Regions from separate parts of the Mus musculus genome. Here region 2 is linked to region 1. A link is a contact called in public HiChIP or PLAC-seq data. All regions are on one chromosome and are shown on one strand. The core of a region is the stretch at or near the end of the contact, and the rest is flanking DNA. Distances in the headings are between cores, read along the strand shown. Region 1 has its middle 10 kb from the start of Vgll4. Region 2 has its middle 18 kb from the start of Gm36301.

Region 1 (3,598 bases), core at 414-2,913:
TTTTGTATTTTTGTTTTTGTTTTTTCGAGACAGGGTTTCTCTGTGTAGCCCTGGCTGTCCTGGAACTCACTCTGTAGACCAGGCTGGCCTCGAACCCAGAAATCTGCCTGCCTCTGCCTCCCAAGTGCTGGGATCAAAGGTGTGCGCCACCACTACCTGGCAAAAAAATTTTAATGTCTATGAGTATTTTGCCTCCGTGTATGTGTGTGCACCACACGTGTGTCTGGTGTCTGAGGAGGTTAGAAGAGAGTGTCACATCCCCTAGAACTGGAGTTACACACAGTTGTGAGCTGCCATGTGGGTTCTGAGAACCAAACCCAGGTCTTCCCCAAGCGCAACAATTGCTCTTAACTGAGTCATCTCTTCAGCCCTACGCTTCCTCTTTAATAAATACATAACTAACTAACTAAATAACTAGCTAAAAATAGCAGTTGCACAGAAGGACCCTCTGAGATGGAGACATGCAGACACCTGCATGGTTAACTCAGAATTTGAAACTAGTGTGAACAGTTGCAGGAGAGCATACTGAGGCACTGAGGGAAGTGGCCTGAGAGTGACAGGCAGGAGTAGAGAGCAGGGTGCCTGGCATTGTGGGGTCTGCTGCCATCAACACTGGGCGGGCAGTACTTTGGGGCAAACAGCCTGGCCGGGACCCCAGCTTGCTACCTGGGAGTTAAAACCTTCAGGGTTACAGCAGGTTGTTTTAGATGCTGTGAAACACTGGTGGCATCAAGGGAGAATGGCCTAGTCAGGTATTATCTTCATTTTCTAGAGCTGGAGGGAGGATGTTACATACCTGAGCCCATATCCTCATAGGGTCCATTCATTCTCACCTCCAGCACTGGACCTTTGGGGCTACCTTTGTGCTTTCAGTAACCACACACACACACACACACACACACACACACACACACACACACACACACACACACACGTGTTCTGTCTTCATGCATACCAGAAGAGGAAATCAAATCCTGTCACAGATGGTTGTGAGCCATGATGTGGTTGCTGGGAATTGAACTCAGGACATGTATGCTCTTAACCACAAGCCTTCTCTTCAGCCCCCCTCTGTGGCTTTTATTGAGATGAGGTCTCTGTAGTCCAGGCTGTCTGTGTGTCTGCCACCAGCCCTGGGTTCTCAGTAATGCTTGCTAACCCACTCACCCAGCTTCCTGGGAGAGGACTGTGAGTTAGCATACGTGCTTCATTGATGAGGCGCTCCATCTCCAAAGACGTGCTCCTTAACCCGCTCTGCAAGTCTGTTAAGGTCTTGGACAAGTGCCATTTTATTTATGAAATCCACACCCAAGTCCCTGCACAAAGTAGGCCTTCTCCCTCCCTGGCCCTTTAGTGTGTGTTTGTAGTTCTTGTAACACAGGCTTTGCATTCTTTCTGTCCAGACCCTAAAAGCTTCCAGGCCAGTGAGGTGGGAATTTTCTTCTCTCGCTCTGCAGAGCCAGAGTGGAGGCAGCTTCTCTCTGTCCACAGGCCCTAACCCTGTCATGTCTTCCCTGCCGTGCTTCGGGACACCAAAGTCGGCACACAGCCCTTGAAAACATGAAAATTGTCTGTGCCCTAGGCTTAGTACGGTCCAGAGTCTCGTGTGTAGCTTGATCCTGTTTAGGGTGAGTTTGTGACCAAGGCATGCAGGCAGGGTCAGGTGTCCGCGTGCTGTGATCTTGCTGCTGGACTCAGCTACCTCCTCCTGTCTGATAGAACACCTAATAGACTAGGTGTTTGCCCGACTTTGAACTTTTAAGCTACGTTCATGTACACAGCAGGCTGTTGCACATTTCATGAGGGTACTTTGACCACCTTGCTCACCCAAGCTCACTTTCTTGTTGAACATTAAATGTGCATTCATAAGGGGGAAACGGAGGGACTCGAGTTTTCTCTTTGATGAAGAGTCCTTGGCCACACGCCAGGCCAATAAAGTGAAAGATCCAGACCGAATTCCCGCCTTCTCGTTCTCCGCGGCCTTCCTGGCATATTGAACTGGCACCCGTTTTTGTTTTTATTTTCGTCTTAATTAGTCATGCTACTGAAAGCAGGCACGCAGCCGTGATCTGCCGAGGGTGTGGAAGGGTGCTCCTGGCTCAGCGATTGGAGGGAAATGGTTGCTGTATGTGTCAGCCTTCCCTGGGAGGACACGGGGGTGGGGGAGGGTAACCCCCTTCTTGGTGTTTCCAGAGCCAAGCTAGAAACTGTAACCTAGGGCTTCGGTGGCAGCTGTGTCTAAATTTGGCGGCTTGGTTACCGCTTTGGGGAGGGGATGCCCTGAGCTTGCCCACACAGGCAGAGCTTTCTCTCCCCCCTTCCTTACCACGTGCTTTACAGAAGAGGGGGTGGGGGGAGCTTTTATCTGGGTGTAATGTGAATTGGAAGCATTGGGGTTATCGTTTTCTTGGGCATTGGGTACAATGGGAATGCTTATACAGGGACACTGTAGCTGGGATCCTAGAGAAACCATTTCAGACAGAGTGGACGGTAGAGACATTCACAACTAACAGGATCTTCCCTGAAACTTGGGTTAGTGAAGTCCCTTATGGCCACTGTTCCCGGGACTGGCCTCATCCAGATATGTGTGCAACCAGTCCTTCATCCCAGGTAGCCATGTGTCACTCGGTGTGCCCTTCAGAAGGACACAGAACTTGCAGCTGACGGCAAACTATGGCTGCAGAGCTAACCTACCAGGAGTGCAAGCCAGCATCCTGTGTCTGCTATGATCAATACTCTCTTGGCACTGTCTCTTGGCCTGTCTGTTTTTCTCTCTGTCTTTCTTGGTTTGTAAGGAGAGCAGAGTGCTAACGTGCTCCTGTGGTAAGAAAAACTATGTAACCCAGCAGAAGGTGGCGGACACCGCTGTTCTATGCACCAGCGTTGTGTGTCGGGATCCCACCTGGGTGCTGGTGGGGACAAGAGGCTCAGGAGAAAGAGGAGTTCCCAGAATTTGGGTTTTAGACAGGTGCAGGTAGGGTGCCAATGGGAGGGAACCTGCTGTTCTGTACCCGAGTCTACAGGGGACTTTTCAGAGGAGTAGAGAGAGGAGGAGAGGCTGTGCCAGAAGGAAGTCATGAAGGGAGGTGTATCTTCCATTACTACTGTCTACTTAAGTGACAGATGGGTGATCCATATGAGTCCTGGATAGCTGGCAGCTTTTCGGAGCAGTAATCTTACATTTTTCTGAGCAATCAACCTGAGGGTTAACGCCACCTGGGTGTTAAGGAAGCCGTTAAACGGGCAGTGGCAAGACCTTTGTTCCCGCTCTTTTCTCCCCCTTTTTTATGGCTGGTTCTGTTTGCAGTTCTTTGGGGCTGGGGGCAGGGCAGGCCTATCACCCTAACAGACTTGGCATCCTTTATGGAACATGAGGAAACCATTGTGCAAGAAGCCCTAGCTCTGAATTCACCGGTCTGGCCCTAGGTAGCCCTGCATGATTGGGGGGCGGGGTTCTGCCATGCTCATTTACATACCCGGAAGTCAGCAGTTGTGCAGTTACTTGATCAAGTGTCAGAGCCGGGCTGTAAGCCCAATCTTTCCTACGTTTAGGGCTCCTTTACCAGGAAGCCTCTGTCCCCTTAGATAGAAAGCAGGCAGA
Region 2 (3,598 bases), core at 378-2,877, 570 kb before region 1:
TAAGTTCCAGTCTTAGCGTCATTGCTTACATGCCTTTGAAGAACTTTGAAATGGATACAGTCCTCACTGTTGAAATGGGTTGACACATGTCTCTGTCTGGGATGACTTAAGAACTGGCAGCTGGTTGGGAGTAACTTCTCCAATGGCCCCAGCACAAAAATAGTGCCTGATAAATATTTGGAGAATCTTTTCAGGGATAAAAAGAAAATAAGAAAAAAAAAATGTGTCAAGCTGCCTGTCGACTTCAGTGGGGGAGATGGGGCCTGGAGAGTCAAGATGGCTCCTCTACTGCCCTTTACTGTGGTTGATGCGTGGTTGGCAGTACTTTCTCCCATGACCCTCCTGTATCTTCCAGCTCATCGCACCCTGAAGATCCAGATTCCCATTGCATCCCATAGCGATTTAGACACCTGACCTGGGGTCCTGCAGGTAATCTTTTCCCAGGAGGTGAAGCACCACCACACAGCTTGTGTGACCAAGTCAAAACTTGATCATTGTCTTCTGCACTCCCCAAGACTGTTCCCACATCTGTCTGTTCCCTCTGTTTCTATGACCAAAGCCATCCCCTCCCACCGCTGCTACCACTTGTGGTCTTCCCATCACCCTTGTCTTCCCAGTGGCTGGCCAAGGGATCTCAAGTCGAGTATCAGCTATGCTACTTTCTAGCTTGGAAGGTCGGATCTCGGATGTTCCCCCAAAGCCTCACGTGTTAAGGTCTGGTTTCCAGGGTGATGGCTCAAGGAGGACGACAGGGGAACTTTGAGAAGCAGGACCTTGGAGGCCTTAGGTCATCATGTGTATTCCTGAGGGGACTATAGATAGGGCCTCAGCTTGCTCCTCTCATTGTTTTCTGGTTTGCAATATAGCCACCACTGTGCACAACCTCATCACAGCCCCAAGCAATGTGACCAACCAGCCATGGATTTGAAAGCCCTGAACCTGAGCCAGAACAAACCTTTCCCTTTACAGATGTGACTTTCTCAGGAAAGCAAGCATAGCTGCTGAAGGTCTTCTATGGCTTCCCACTCTCCCTAGGATGAGCTCCAGCCTCACTGGTCTGGTTTGCCGAGCTCTCTTAGCCTGATTGATTTTGTTCTGCTGCTCTGACTCGCTTCTTCCAAGTGCCCTAGGCTTAGTGAAACAGAAACACTGCTTTCCCCATATGCCTTTGCACACGAGCCCCTCACCTAGCGTTTCTTTCTTTCTTGTTTCATAAATCCTCCTTTGAGACTTGGTCTCCAATGTCACCTCCTCTGTGAAGCCAAGTTGACTTTCTTCCCCACTTTCACGGGACTGGAAAGCCCATAGCTCAGCCTGCCTGGGAAATTTCAAATAATCCCTTCTGATATTAGGTGGCAGCTGACACCAGCTGGAAGATGAGGTTATCTTCACTTGCAATCTGTCCCCAGCACTAACCCTTGGGGTGGGGGTGGGGAGCAGAGTGGGCAGTGCTGGCCCTGCTTTACCTCCGTGCCTCCTCACTGTGACCCCCGGGGGTAGCTGTGCATTCCTTAAGCTACATAAGAAGAGTCCCAGGAAGGTTCCAGAAGTCCTGCCCAAGGTCATCCGGCCTCACCCACCCTGCCTCCAGCCCTCTGGCTTCCTCTGCTTGCCAGGCTGTCCTGTGGCTGCCAGCTTCTGTGTTTATCTCCATGAAAGTGAGTTCCTTGGTGGCCTGAGTCACACCAGCCTTATCTCTGTGTCCCTAGAGGCTGAGGAGAGCTGGGGACAGGCAAGGCCAGTGAATATTTACTGACACTGGGCTCTCCTTTTTCCTTGTCCTGCTTCTGCTGACCTCAGGTCACCCCCACCCCCCACCCCCCACCTTCCTCTCCCCAAGCTCTGCTCTTTAATGGTAGCTGTGCTTGGCTAGAAGAGACTCTCACCCGTGTGACATTCAGCAACTCAAGTCTTTTCTTTAAAGGCCGATAGGGCTCGTGTTTCTTAGAGTGGGGTGCACAGCCCTGTCCTAGGGGCATATGAAGCCATAAGAGGAAGGGAACACCCCATTTTGGGAAGAGCTTTTCTTTTTGGAAGTCCTTGGACTCAAGTGAGACATATTTGGCTTTCAAAGGACAATTTAAGTGTGATTTTGAAACTTAAAAACAACAACAACAACAAAATAAAAAAAATGATAGTCAACTCTTAGTATCCATGGTTTCCACATAAGTGAACTCAAACAATTTTGCATATAATATTAGGGAAAATTGTGTCTGTATTAAGCGTGGGCAGACTTGGGTCATTGTTTCCCAAACCGATGTGGCACCTGTTTACACAGCACCTTTGCTGGGTTGAGTATTTTAACTCAGACATAGTTTTGAACTTACAGAAGGGTGTACGGTGGTCCTATGCAGATACTGTGCTGTCTTACACATCTGTCCCCCGCATCCGTGGCTTTCGGGGCTGGAGCCCAGGCCTGTGTGTTGGTTTTCTTCCTGGCATGTCCTACACATTCATTGCCACCTGTCTCCCTGGGCGGTGCCTCCGCAGACTGTTTCCTTTCTGACCTTCTCCGGGCCCTGCTTCTGGCTTTAGCATCTCTCTGCCCAGAAGCCCCTGCAAGGCTGAAGCGTCTTGGAGGTCTGCGGTCCTCCCTCACCTCCCAGCACTCCTTGATCCCCGTCCTCTGCTGGCTTCTCTGAGCCCTGCCTTCACTCTGCATGTGACCTCTGCGTTAGGGGCTCCTCTGCCTTAGATACCCTTGCCGTGTGCTCCTGGCTGTGTCCTGACCCCAAAACACTGCCTTGCTAAGCTTGAGCCAGGACTCAGGAGGTGGAAGGCAGTTGAGGAGCAAAGACTGCGCGTGGTGTTTGAGAGAATAGTCACCCTCATCAGGCAACAGAGCAAGGAGAAAACCTTGGCTAGCATCTTGTCAGTAGGAGGCAGCTCCTTAAAAAAAAATAGTCCCCCTTCATCAGCAGCTGTCCCACCCCGGGAGCCCTGGGAGGCCTGGCCATAGTGCAGCTTTTCCAAGGCATGTTGCCCACCACTGTGGCAGCAGCGGCAGCGTCGTCGATAACACGGGCTCCTTGGAGGCATAACGTGGGCTCCTCAGAGGCCTGCCTGGAGCTGGCCCATCTGGCAGGCAGGGTGGCCAGGGACCCCAGGCCGAGCTGCCAGCAACTGACTCAGCACAACGCCCTTCTCTAAGCAGTTTGGCTTCGGGTGGGAACCAACCAGCCATCCGGTGTCCCCTCCCCTGCCCTTGGAGGCAGCCAACTCACTCAGGTTGGAGCGGCCCCAGGCCCTTAATGAGCGCAGGCTGCAGCCTGGCCCAGGCCTGGGTGGCTCTGAGTTGAGAACACATGCTCAGGCAGCGAAGGACGTGGGCCTCTGATGGACAGCCAGAGTTCTGTCCTCTGGCCTGCCTCCCTGGGAGGCCTGAAATTTTGGGATGTCAAGGCCAGAAGACAGAACAACTTTTTAGATGTGCAGATAGAGAAACTGAGGCACAGAGAGGAATCAGCTTGCTTGCGACTGCAGCAGGTACACAACCTTGCCAGCATTCAAATGTAATTGATTCCTGCCCCCCTCCCCCACCCCCTCGCACCCCACCCCTAAACCTGCATGCTTTCATTTTCTCAAGTAGCACAACTAA

Evidence for each region. HiChIP or PLAC-seq counts read pairs in DNA pulled down with a chosen protein or histone mark.
Region 2: a contact with region 1 is called in a FOXA1 HiChIP or PLAC-seq map of pancreatic cancer cells. The contact joins two enhancer-like sites. A contact is called at or near these places in 2 of 115 datasets of contacts at active chromatin or transcription factors (embryonic forebrain and pancreatic cancer cells).

What each region holds. Positions count from the first base shown.
Region 1 is chr6:114,929,991-114,933,588 of GRCm38.p6, reverse strand. It overlaps a transcript of Vgll4 not described here. Among named protein-coding and RNA genes, the nearest start is that of Vgll4, 10 kb to the right of the region's middle. Within about 2 kb of position 1,663, at least 123 of the 459 cell types and tissues checked have an H3K27ac peak or open chromatin away from gene starts, as enhancers often do. A contact at or near this core is called in pancreatic cancer cells, where this site is marked.
Region 2 is chr6:115,499,305-115,502,902 of GRCm38.p6, reverse strand. No RefSeq gene overlaps it. Among named protein-coding and RNA genes, the nearest start is that of Gm36301, 18 kb to the left of the region's middle. Within about 2 kb of position 1,627, at least 43 of the 459 cell types and tissues checked have an H3K27ac peak or open chromatin away from gene starts, as enhancers often do. A contact at or near this core is called in pancreatic cancer cells, where this site is marked.